3 separate regions of the Zea mays genome follow, and regions 2 and 3 are each linked to region 1. Evidence: chromatin contacts called from public Hi-C data. All regions are on one chromosome and are shown on one strand. Each heading gives the region's core, a stretch centred on a gene start, on an enhancer-like site or on the middle of the called end of the contact. The rest is flanking DNA. Distances are from core to core; before and after follow the strand shown. Region 1 holds the start of LOC100280802. Region 2 holds the start of LOC100191156 (arginine/serine-rich splicing factor SC32 transcript II). Region 3 holds the start of LOC541644 (plastidic general dicarboxylate transporter).

Region 1 (4,133 bases), core at 1,047-3,546:
ACTTCCTGTGCCCCATCACGCTGGGGATCATGACGGACCCGGTGATCGTGGCCAGCGGGCAGACGTACGAGCGGCGGAGCATCCAGAAGTGGCTGGACGGCGGGGAGCGGACGTGCCCCAAGTCGCGGCAGCCGCTGGCGCACCTGTCGCTGGCGCCCAACTACGCGCTCAAGAACCTGATCCTGCAGTGGTGCGAGAGGAACATGGTGGAGCTGCAGAAGCGGGAGCCGGCGGAGACGGAGTCGGAGCGGAAGGGGGAGGCGGCGGACGCGGCCGACAGCATCCCGTCGCTGGTGGAAGGCATGTCGTCCATCCACCCCGACGTGCAGCGCAAGGCGGTGAAGAAGATCCGTCGGCTCTCCAAGGAGTGCCCCGAGAACCGGGCGCTGATCGTCGACAGCGGCGGCATCCCGGCGCTGATCGGGCTGCTGGCGTGCCCCGACAAGAAGGCGCAGGAGAACACGGTGACGTCGCTGCTGAACCTGTCCATCGACGACAAGAACAAGGCCCTGATCGCGAGGGGAGGCGCCATCCCGCTGGTGATCGAGATCCTGCGGAACGGCAGCCCGGAGGCGCAGGAGAACTCGGCGGCGACGCTGTTCAGCCTGTCGATGCTGGACGAGAACAAGGCGGCGATCGGGAGCCTGGGCGGGCTGGCCCCGCTGGTGGAGCTCCTGCGCAGCAGCGGCACCGCCCGCGGGAAGAAGGACGCGGCCACGGCCATCTTCAACCTGGTGCTGAGCCCGCAGAACAAGGTCCGGGCCACGCAGGCGGGCGTGGTGGCGGCGCTGATCGGGGTGATGGACGACAGCGCGCTGGGCATGGTGGACGAGGCGCTGTCCATCTTCCTGGTGCTGTCGTCGCACGCGGCGTGCCGCGCGGAGATCGGGACGACGGCGTTCGTGGAGAGGCTGGTGCGGCTGATCAAGGACGGCACGCCCAAGAACAAGGAGTGCGCGCTGTCGGTGCTGCTGGAGCTGGGCAGCAACAACAGGCCGCTGCTGGTGCACGGGCTCAGGTTCGGACTCCACGAGGACCTCTCCAGGATCGCCAAGAACGGCACCAGCAGGGCGCAGAGGAAAGCCAACTTGCTCATCCAGCTCGCGCGCAAGCTCTGAGCCTGAGACCTTTTTTCTTTCTTTCTTTCTTTCTTTCTTTCATTTTCGGGTGATACAAACGTTTGTCAGCTGTCCTAATAGATCACTATAGTTTAGGAGTTTCTTTTCTTCATTGTTTCACCGAAATTTGTGAGAAAAAAATGTCTTCTCTTTTTTTCCCCTACTTTTCCATGTTGGGCAGGCCATCGTATTTTGGGCCTCTTTTGCCGTTTCGTCCGGATTGGATATCTGGAGCGGGCTAGATAATAAAGTGTATCCATCCATGGCATGAGCTAGGCTAGGTGTGATAGATGGCACGTAGGGTGATAATGACTCTAAAGATTTAATGATCGAATCAGGTTAGTATTAAACTCTATTTTTATTTATTTTTTAATTAAACTTTATTTAGAGTCTTAACAGTTTATGAAAAATTATTTGGATCATAATCCATTAGCACCCTAGTGGCACGTGGGCGCCTGTCGGCCTGTGTGTTGGGCACAGCGCATGCATGCGCATCCATACCAACGCGCCGGCCCATGTTTGCTGCTCTACCGCCGCCACCACCCCACATCACAGCTTTTCCGTTGCAGCGGTTCTTACCACTGGCAGAGGCGCGTGGAATAACTTGTCTTTTCGCCTCTGTGGATAGGATTCGTGCCGTATACAATACTCCGTATTAGACTAGATGTTTTTTTTTAAAAAAAAAAGAACCGTATGCTTCAGCTGTTGAAAACATCACGCTCAAATCCTGACTTTTATCAAGATACTACAACTTTGCTAACAAGGTATAGTAGTGCTTGGCAAGTGGGATTAAACCATTCCCGAAATAAATCTGAACAGACCAAAACAAACCAAAAAAACAAAGAAAGAATTATCAATCGAGTGGACGGGCGCTACATGTACAAAACTCGAACCCCAAAGTGGACGCTGTCGAGATCCCAAGCGACCGAACACAAGTTCAGTGCAGCAAGTTGTTTTTAGTTTTAGACTTTTTGTCAGGAAACGAAAAAAGGGGGCGCGCGAACAGCCAAGGCAGGCAGCGCCGTCAGAAACAGCAGGGCAGTGCCCCGGGGTTGGCTGGCTGGCTGGGACGCACGCGACCACGGTTTGGGCGGCATCCAGAGTCCAGACCACCCCACGGGCCATGCCGCACCACGTTAAAGCTTTATAAATGAAATCACCACGACGACCGCAATTCCATCGCAACAGCTCACCACCACCACCATGGCGCTCCCGCCGCACATCATGGCACTCAGCAAGGTGCAGCGCCTCTACGACGCCTGCGACGTCGTCTTCTCCTCGCCGCCGGTGGCGCCCACGCTCGGGGACATCACATGGCTGCAGAACATCCTCGGTCAGTTTACTACCTCTGCCTTGTTCGCCGCCTGGCCGCCCGGTCAATATAAATTAATTAATGTTTTTTTTCCTCTGCTTCAGATGGCGTGGAAGCAGCCGACGTCGGGATCGACGACGGGGAGAAGCCGACGTCGTCCTCGTCCTCGTCCGACGACGACCTCCTCCTGCCGGCGCCGGCGTTCACGCGGATCACCTACGTGCACATACACCAGTGCGACGATTTCTCGGTAAAGCTAGCTAGCTACCTAGCTGGAGTCAGTTTTGTGTTGTTGTGCTTCGTATCTGACCGATTCCCCCGCGTCCCTGCTCGTGCATTCATCACGCAGATTGGCGTCTTCTGCTTCCCGGCCGGCGCGACGCTGCCGCTGCACGACCACCCGGAGATGGTAGTGCTCAGCAAGCTGCTGTACGGCTCCGTGCGCGTGCGCTCCTACGACTGGGTCGCCGCGCCGCCTGATAATTCGCCGTCGCCGCCCAGGAGGAGGAAACGTGGCCTGGCCAGGGTGGTGGCCGCGGACGTGGTGCGCCGGGCGCCCTGCCCGGCGTCCGTCCTCTTCCCGCGCAGCGGCGGCAACCTGCACGCCTTCACCGCCGTCACGCCCTGCGCCATCCTCGACGTGCTCACGCCGCCCTACTCGGAGGACCACGGCCGCCCCTCCACCTACTTCACCGACGTCCCCGTCCCGTCCCTCCCGGGCTTCGCTGTCTTGGAAGAGACGGACCTGCCCGAGGGTTTCACCGTCGCCGGGGCGCCATATCTTGGCCCTCAGCTCACGGTCGATACGGAGGATGACGACGACGACAACTACGACAGCTACGACGACGAGCTAGTAGTTTAGCTTAGTTATGTTTTGCTTTTCATCTCTTGGTCGAAAGAGATAGATAGTAGTACATAGTTCATAGTTGCAAACTCAAAACTCTCTCATCTGATCTGTACAAATCCTTCCTTCGTCCAGGCCCAACCAACCGACGTGTGTAAATTACTAAGAACCTGCTATTCGTAACAAAGTTTGACAAATCCCACTTTATAATGTGAAACAAAACACACATGCCTAGAATTAATTAATGTGGTATACCAAGTTTTAATTAGCAGCCAACCAAATAGGAAGGTAGGTCCTTGTCAAGATGCCAAGGCAAGCTCCATAGTCGTCGTTAGGGCTGAAAAATATATAACTTCAAATTATTCATAGCTTTATTATAGATTTAAAAAATCATAAGAGCAAGAGAAAGCAATTAAAAATAGATTGTTATGTCATGCAACGTGACTCAAAATTGCTATATACATATATGTTTATAATAAGAACATATATTCTACTAAGATGAATATAAGAATCGATGTTTCCTATAACTTGTATAAAGCAGTTAAAATTATTGGAGCATAAAATAACCATAATGTTAGTTTACTAATTCGTGTCTCACTTCTTGGTGTGCCAGCCTCAGCGTAGGCCATCTAATCGTGTTGAGTCACAGCACAATAATTTGAGACATGTCGGGCCATGTTTTTTTGAGGTTCTATTTTTAGGCCGTGGACGACCCAAAATGGTCAGCCCAAATTTTCAGATCTAGTCGTGGTCCTGCTTGATCTGACAGTCTTCACCCCGAATCTCTATTTATATCCATACGGAAAAATATAAAGCGTCATTGACAATTGTCTCTGCTGCTGCTTGTGGCCTGTCACAC
Region 2 (4,057 bases), core at 197-2,696, 260 kb after region 1:
GATTTTACCATACGAAAAACGTGCTATATATCTTAAAGCTAGATAGACAATGCTCGACTGTTCATACAAATTATTTGACAATTAATTCTCTCAACCTATTTCATGTGCTGTAACCAAAAAAGGGAAAACATACAGAGAACGGCAAGAGTTTTGCTGATTTTGTTTCGAGTCTTATTTTAGTAGTCTTGAACTAAGAAACTAAGAACAAACAAACTCCAAAATGTTCAATCACATTATCAAGGACAGACACAGTGTTGGCCCACATGAGTGGGGTCTGGGGAAGGAATAACTGAGGCAAGCCTTACCCCTGCCTCTTTTGCAGAGAGGCTGCGTCGAACCAAGGGCCTTCGGCTCAGTGGGAAGGCTTCTCACCACTGTGCCAGGTATGTCCTTCATTCATGTTTGGGTAACAAAGCATAACTAGTACATTGGTATGCTAATCTCAGAAGATTAACCAAAACATGTTTGGGTAACAAGAGATAGATAATCAGGCATCAACCGTCAGCAAGATCTCAGACAAATAAAAAACCAAGACGCATCAACCTAATCATATTCCTTGCTGTTAGCATATAATTATTGTCACCTCAAATCAAGAGTGGTCCACAACAAAATGAGATAAATATCATGCTTCTTATTGTCATGATAACTACATAAACAACACAGGTAACAGGTTATCAACATACAGGTGTGCCTACTCACATTGGCACAGCATTGGGGCCGTACTTTGCAAACTGCACCATGATGTTCCTCCCATCCACATTACGGCCTGCACCCAAAAAATCTACAATTATCAAAAATAGAAGCTCCAAAATCCCCACATGTGGAGCACAGTCGAAAAAAAAAACCACCATCGAGCCGATCTATAGCCTTCTGCGCCTCGTCGGCGTACTTGTACCGCACGAACGCAAAACCCCTCGAGTCCCCGGTCCTGCGAGGACACCGACAAACGAAGCGTGAGGAAACAGTCATCGAAGCACCGGCCCGAGAATTCAAACCGACGCCTGACCTGCGGTCCCTCGGGATGAAGACGTCGACGACCTTGCCGCAGCGCTCGAAGAGCGGGAAAAGGTCGTCGGCCGTGGTTCCTGAGCAGAGGGTGAAGACGAATATGAGAAGGAAGCGGTTAGAGACAGAGGGAAGGGGGCGGGGGCTAGGGTTAGGTCTCGCTCACGGAAGCTGATGTTGAGGACGAGCAGCGAGAAGGTGTCGCGGATGTCCGGCGGACCCGTCCTTCCAAAGTGCGACATCACGGCGGCGCCTCCGACGACGGCGAGGCCTAGGGTTTATGGCTCCGCCGCGGGGGAGAGGAAGAGGGAGAGAGCAGCGGAATCGAGTGTGTGAATGCAAGTGGTGGGAGGGAGTAGGTGGGCTCAGCTCAGCGAGAGGGGGAGGACAGGGAAACGAATTACGTGACAATCCAAATCTCAAAGCTGAAACTCAACAGAACATGACCTTCTTAAGCCTACGCTACGCTACGCAGCATTTGAACGTATTTGTTTCTCAAAACTGAAACGCATGGTCGGCCAGGCGACGTGCTTTCTCGCCATGAAGCTGCAGAACACTGCCAGGCGATGTGCCGACAGAACACTACGAAATGCTGTGTTGAGTTGCATCTTTGAAATTTGGTCCGTCGTATCTCCAGCTCTCTGTCACACAACGTATCTCGGTTTTTATTTTAAATTTCACTCTATAAATAATTTACTGTGCAGTACAAAACAGTATTATACATGCATATATTACACATATATTACACGCTTAGCTAGAAATAACCTTAGGCTATCTCCAACCATTACCTTCCTAAATTCCTCGTATTCGTACTTTCTATTCATATTTAAATATCTCACTCTTAATCATTTTCACCCTCAACCATTTTTCTCTGTTTATTCTCCTCTCCAACCGTTCCCTTATTCAACTCCCCCTTGACTCTTGAACTAGGTTATTTGTCTTTTATATGTTAGTTTTTAAAGTTTTAAAAATACTATCATATTTATAGTACCGTAATACATATTGTTATCTGCTAATTAAACTAAAAATAGTTAATTTCGCAATTATTATCATTGATTAGTGTAGAAGGGGAAATTCTTCTCTCCTCCCCCCTCCCCCGCGAGAGGGAGCGTCGTTGCCTCGTTGGATGCGGCTGGGGTGTGCCCGCCCTTCATCCTGTCAGGGAGATGCCGAGGGGGGCGCCGAGGGGGTCCATCTTAGGAACATAGGAGGACCTGAGGAGTCCAGGACACCGTTTGAGAGCTCCTTATAGCAACTCCACTGTTTTTTTAGAAAAAAAGCTCCGGTTTTCAAACGGTATTTAGTTTAAAATTGAATAGAAATAGAGCCTGACACTATAATCTCATCTGATCATCAAATTTTAGAGTGTAAAATTTAGAGTCTATTGTCAACCTAGTTATAAGACGTCATGCGGATAGGATATGTTTACATTTGACTTTTTGACTTTACACGCATTGACGCTGTGTGAAAGACATATGAGAGCTAGGCCCTACTGTTAGGAAGTTTTGGTCGCCAACAAAAGCAGAAACAGAAAAGGGAGGGAAAAGCCTCAGTCGACCCTGCTCTGCACACTTTCCAACTGTTCTGAAAGGAATGCACGTATATGTTTGTGTGTGTACAGTACGCAAAGCTTACAAAGTTCAGAGGGAGATACGACGTACATATATAGATCCGCATGTAGTACGATATTGCACGACGATCGAGCAAATATACAGTGTGTCGACGATGTCATAGGAAATCAGTGATGAATGGATCGTCGGGGAAGAACTCCGGCCAAGGGAGGAGCGGGATGGAGCCGCCACTACCGAATTGGGACGACGCCGTGTCCACCTGCAGCAGGGTGGCTGCGTCGTCGGAGAGGTCGGTCAGGGGCGGCAGCGAGCTTCCACCACCGCCAGCACCGTAGCACGCGAACACGTCAACATCACCGCCGTCGTCGTCGTCGGGTCGTCGGCCATAGCTGATGAGGCCTGCTGCTTGCTGTTGCCGCTGGTGGGCAGCTTCACCGCTGCCGGGCGCGTCGGGGAACGTGGTGCGCGGTAAGTAGTACTGGTGGGCGGCATCGTCGTCCGCGGACGACGACGACACCACCGGCGGGGCAGCAGCAGCGGTAGTAGTGGTGGTGGTGTCGAGGAGCGTCAGTTGCGGCGAGCAGAGGGCGCCGATGAGACCGGCGAGAGCCGCCGCCGTCGTCCCGGCCTGCTGCGGCGGGTCGGGGTCGGCGGGCAGCTGCCCGCGTAGGGCTGCGAGCGCGATGAGCTGCGGCAGCGCGGCGAAGAAGTCGGTGCGGGGGCGGTGCGTCATGGGGTCGAAGCCCATCTGGATGAGGCGCTTCCTGAGGTGCGTGTTCCAGAAGTTCTTGATCTCGTTGTCGGTGCGGCCTGGGAGGTGCGTGGCGATGGCGGACCACTTGTTGCCGAGGACGGAGTGCAGGTGGAGGATGGTCTGCTCCTCCTCCCGCGAGAACTTGCCCCGCTTGATGTCCGGCCGCAGGTAGTTGGTCCACCGCAGCCGGCAGCTCTTGCCGCACCTGTTCAGCCCTGCATGCATATATATATGTTCAGCTAGCTCCTCCATCGCTGATCAGCTAGCTAATCCATACAAAGCTACAGCTAGACAGACAGACGATCGGACGGAGAAGGGCATGCATGCATGCATGTACCGGCCAGCCTGGGCAGGGTCCGCCAACTGCCATGCCCGTTCTTCTGGATGTAGTGCAGCAGCTTCTCATCTTCCTCCTGAGTCCAAGGCCCCTTCTTCAGGCCATTCTCGTCGCAGCAAGGAGACCTCCCCATGCTGGCCTGCCGGCCGGCAAAACCGATGCAACTAACACAGCACAGTACATACAGCACCAATTCAATTCAACCGAATGGTGGAGTGGGTGTGGTGTGGGTCGTGGCTACGGGGCAGCCCTGCTGCATGCTTATATACTGCCCGGCCGCTCGCTGCTGCAGCCTGCAGTGCTGCGACGACCTAGCTAGGACGTGTGGCCTGCGTACGTGTCTCGTCATATGCTCAGCTTATACACTGCCGCCCGGAGTTGAGAAGCAAC
Region 3 (4,462 bases), core at 1,736-4,235, 390 kb before region 1:
CGGTGAACAGGCGAACAGGGTGAGGCAAGAGTAATCCCTTCTTTAGATTAATACTTGCTTTACATTCATGATTACAACCAAAAGGACTATATAGTCCGAGTCCTCCTGGCAGACTCCACATCCTACGACTTATCTCCTAAGACTTAGCTAACAGACTCCTTATTTTAAGGACTGGATTTGTTGCATAACAATCCTGCAACTGAACATATTTAATCCTCCCCTAATCTCTTATCTGCATCGACCCCTACTGTGGGTCGATCAACTGCCCTTCTGGGCCTTCGGGTGTACACTTTGCCGAACATAACATATACATTTGGATTAAGCAACGAAACAATATCCTTTCTATCTCTTCCATAGGGCGCCAAGGGTAAAAACTTTGCCTCATTACCGATCATGACTATGGGCTGCATAGAGGGTCCTGCTGTAAGCAGAACAAGTCTACACCACCACCTTCCAGTCTTCAGTCCAGGAGACATTGTTCAAAATCCTCGATGGGAGAGATCCCCCGACCATCCACTCCTATGAGCCAGGCGAGACGTGGGTTGCTGTGGTGACCAAGTCTGTGGCCAAACGTCATGAGCTTCTTGCCTATGTCCGCCTTGAGCAAGCTCAGGTCATCTACAAGCACTGCCTAGTCAGAGTCCCTTCCTACCATCACACAACATGGACCCATTCTAAAAAAGGACAGATCTAGCGTCGACGGCTCCCACGTGAGTGGGGTTTGAGAAAGGAATAACCGAGGCAAGACTTACCCCTGCATTTTGCAGAGAGGTTGTATCTAACCCCAAGACCTTAGGCTCAGTCGGAAGGCTTCTCATCATTGCGTCAGGCCTGTCCTTCACGGACCCATTCTAAACAGTTTATAGATTTGTTCAGTGTCTTCTGGTATTTCAGAGCAACCAAGGAGGCACTCACACAGACTCCCAAGGAATTCTTCAACACCATATACATATATGGTGAGAGCAATTGCAAGATTGATACTATAAACACGATCTTATACAGAAACAACAAGAAGGTAAGGACATAGAGTAGCAACTGAAATCTATAAACAATGAGACTCTGATGTTACTAATGCATTACATCACATAACTAAAGCAAGATGTTGGCTACTAATTAGGTGAACAAACACTCAACCAGCACTAGAAAAAAAACATTTGACCAGTGCTAGATCTACAGGGGGGGTGCAGTAGCAGACTAAGGCCGTATGCACAAGAATCTACCAGATTCTTTAGCAATAAAATGAATACACATGTATCTATAATTCTATATCTGTGTATCACTGTATCCAGAAAATAGCCAGCTGAACGCTAGACTAGCAAAATGATTAGTATACGATGCACTACGATTCATAGAAATGCCATGTTTGTTTCACGGCTTTCTTTGCATTGAGTCAAGTGACCAACAAGGCAAACAACCATAACAAATATTTTTAAGGATCAATTTGTTCAGTCCTTCAAATCACTGTTATGCAATCAAATGACTCAAACTGCACTCAAGAGTGAACACGGTTTTTCAATTCAGTGGTGATTAGCATCAGTGTGGATTTCTATGAGACACTAAATAATCTTAAGACGCAGTTTCCATTAGTAGGCCCTATCATATTAACAATTACAGAGTACAATAGTTTTAAGCAAGGCTAATAATACAACTCGTTCTATTTAGTAGTTAGCTACTCTAAGGCCCACTTGTTTGTCTCACGTATTTTCTTTTCTTGTGCATAAGCTGACGGTAAACTTAGGGCCCGTTTCTCTTCTCTCCCCCCTTTCTCCTACTCGGCACACATCCCACTTATAATCTATGTAAGAAGTTCACCCCCAACAACAGTAACAGTGTAACAGTAACGGATGCAGCTATCACTATCAGATTTCCGAAAGAAAAAAAAAATGCATGCAGCATGCTTCTGCTTCTAGAGATATAAGCACTAGGCAGGCACATGCACCGATTCATCTATCTGGAACAAAATTTAAAAGGCTCAGAGCCAAAACGAATATCTGATATAACAGCGGGATTTATTAGACTGGTAACATCTTAATGTAAAACCAGCATGCATCTGCACTGCATGATCAAGCATTCAAGCGCGCCGTTGTTACCTGTAACTGCGATTGCACAAGATAAGAGCCGAGTTTCTTCGCCGATGGATCGTTGGGCTTGCTTCCGGACGAGAGCGATAGCGACTTGACGATGGGAAGGAAAACACCTCCAGCCCTGGCCGTGGTGCTGGGCATGGCAGGGGAGATGAGAGCCTCGCTGATGGCAAGCCCATAGGATAGGCCCAAAGTGCTGCGCCCCAGCCATTTGACGAAGTACGTGGCGACGCGGTCGCCGAGTCCGGTTTTGACAAAGCCGCGCGCGAAGAAGAAGGATATGACGATGAGCCAGATGACTTCGTTAGTGAACGCCCCGAACGCGGCGGTGAAGGGGAGCGTGCGGGTGGCGACGGTGGCTGTGAGGCCAAGGAACGCCCACGCACCGACGGGGAGCGGGCCGAGGACGAGCCCCGCGATGGTGGAGAGGAAGATGGAGAGGAGCTGCCAGGCCTCTGGGGTTACCTCGGCCGGCCGCGGCACGAGGAAGCGGACGGCGAGGCCGGCGGCAAGCGAGAGAAAGAGGGGCAGCGGTTTAGCACCGCCAGATGCCGCCGACGCCGCCGGCTTAGAGCTCGCTTGAGAGGCCGATGCGGAGGCGAGGAGCGGGGGCAGGTGGCGGCGAGGGATAGGTGAGAGGTGGGAGGCGATGGGGGGTGAGAGGGAGAGGGGATTGGGGTAAGAGTGGAGGTGGAGGTGCAGATGGCGGCGGCGGAGGTGGCTATGGGAGGTCGGGAGAGGGAGAGCCGGTCGGTGGGTGACGGCGAGCCGGAGGCTCTCCATTGGTGGCGGCGGCGGCGGCGGCGGCGAGCGCTACGGGCACTGGTGGCGGCGGAGAGCAACGACAGGTAAGATTTGTTTTTGTTTGTTTTGTTTTTATAAAACGGGGAGCTGGAGAGGCGTGATCTGTCACTGTCAGGCTGCTCTTGACAGCAGGGGTAGTGTACTAGTGGGACCAGTTTCTCTACTGTACTGTACAATTGTACGTATGTGCGGATCTCCTTCGGTTTGATGACAGATCATCGCAACCAGTTTTGTTTCAGGAATCGGCGGGGTGGACCCCATCGGCAGTGAGAAGGAAGATTGGGATCGTCAGGTGTGGCTGTATGGTTCAGATGTTGATATGGGCGGAATCTACGGTATTGCCTATGACATGACGTGCATCAGTGCCCACGTCATATGTCTCGTGGTCACCGTCTCTACCCGTTCGGGTACTCCTCTGTTCCTCACGCCTTGTTTCGGGTATTCTCTCGCTAGCTCTAGAAAATTTAATAGACGTGGTAAAATAGTTGTGTTTGGAGCAAAAATTAAGAGAAAAAATCTAACCACAGTCAGCTAAACAATCTAACTCCAACATTACAAACACCATAAAGTTTTGAGAGATAAAAGTAACAATGATTTGGAGTAGCTCCTTTACTGCTATAAAATTCTTAAAAACGACATATATTGTTTTCTCATAGCCAATACCAATGGCGGGTACATTCTAAATTCTTCATGTGCATAATCTTATTATATATAAAGCAAGTTCAAGTTATTATGTATAAAGCAAGGTCAGATTGATCTTCATTACATTCATTTAGAGCTACTACATCTAAAGTTTTGAAGCAGAACTGCTATAGAGTGGAGAAAAGCTATACCAAACATCCTATAGGCAATGGCCCTTAACACCCACTCCAACCATCAATCACATTACCGATCGCACTATCGAACATCGTAAGCTCACCTCAACATCACATCGCTTTTTTACAGATTTATATTGCAAATGAAACATTGTTGAATATATAAATAAGCAAATAAAAATTACATAGTTCATAAAAAGATTTAAAAATACGATACTTGAAAATAAATAATTCATGCTATATGAGAAAAATAAAAATTGAATTACTTAAAAATTACACAATTCATAAAACAAATAAAAATTGCATCACTTAAATAATTAAAATTGAATAACTCATACAAATAAAAATCTAACTTCCGTGATGCAGATCCCAAATCTAATTGTTGTAGGGAAGTAATGTATTTCTGGTGAGGAGAGAAACCGCAACACAAAATTGAGGGCATGTGCCTTACAATTGATATTTCAAACCCAAGTGAAGCAGCCCTATCAACTAAGATATCATCCACATTTTCGTTAAAATGTAACTCCTACCTACCTCTAGCAATTAACTCACCAGAGAATGCTCGATCACTGAATATCACACACTCGCTTTACATCTTGATAAGTTCAATATTTACATAATTATTTTTGTCCACTACCTCGAATGGTATATAGTTACTAGATTATCCATATATTTCATGTAGCGAACCATACATAGAACCAAATTTAATAATAGCAAACATATTTGGATAGAAGCAACTAAATGAAACTAAATACTACA

What was found. A called contact is a pair of places that touch in the nucleus more often than the background predicts.
Region 2: a Hi-C map of ear shows a contact between it and region 1, with 2.4 times the contacts expected there. The contact joins the promoter of LOC100191156 here to the promoter of LOC100280802 in region 1. A contact is called at or near these places in 3 of 25 Hi-C or Micro-C datasets (ear, endosperm and leaf).
Region 3: a contact with region 1 is called in a Hi-C map of ear, with 3 times the contacts expected there. The contact joins the promoter of LOC541644 here to the promoter of LOC100280802 in region 1. A contact is called at or near these places in 5 of 25 Hi-C or Micro-C datasets (bundle sheath, ear, endosperm and 2 more).

What each region holds. Positions count from the first base shown.
Region 1 is chr1:186,343,972-186,348,104 of Zm-B73-REFERENCE-NAM-5.0, forward strand. It overlaps LOC100280802, which reads left to right and starts at 2,297. Exons shown (of 3, transcript NM_001367141.1): 1 at 2,297-2,451; 2 at 2,535-2,680; 3 at 2,780-3,360. The coding sequence starts at 2,322. The coding sequence ends at 3,292. It overlaps LOC103641388 (U-box domain-containing protein 15), which reads left to right. Exons shown (of 3, transcript XM_008664748.3): 3 at 1-1,275. The coding sequence ends at 1,118. LOC103641349 (RNA cytosine-C(5)-methyltransferase NSUN2) reads right to left here. Exons shown (of 17, transcript XR_560270.4): 16 at 3,530-3,611; 17 at 3,298-3,444.
Region 2 is chr1:186,608,588-186,612,644 of Zm-B73-REFERENCE-NAM-5.0, forward strand. It overlaps LOC100191156 (arginine/serine-rich splicing factor SC32 transcript II), which reads right to left and starts at 1,447. Exons shown (of 8, transcript NM_001136592.1): 1 at 1,172-1,447; 2 at 1,007-1,085; 3 at 849-928; 4 at 700-766. The coding sequence starts at 1,247. LOC100382484 reads right to left here and starts at 3,894. Exons shown (of 2, transcript NM_001175223.1): 1 at 3,668-3,894; 2 at 2,587-3,545. The coding sequence starts at 3,800. The coding sequence ends at 2,734.
Region 3 is chr1:185,950,128-185,954,589 of Zm-B73-REFERENCE-NAM-5.0, forward strand. It overlaps LOC541644 (plastidic general dicarboxylate transporter), which reads right to left and starts at 2,986. Exons shown (of 4, transcript NM_001111399.2): 1 at 2,091-2,986. The coding sequence starts at 2,867.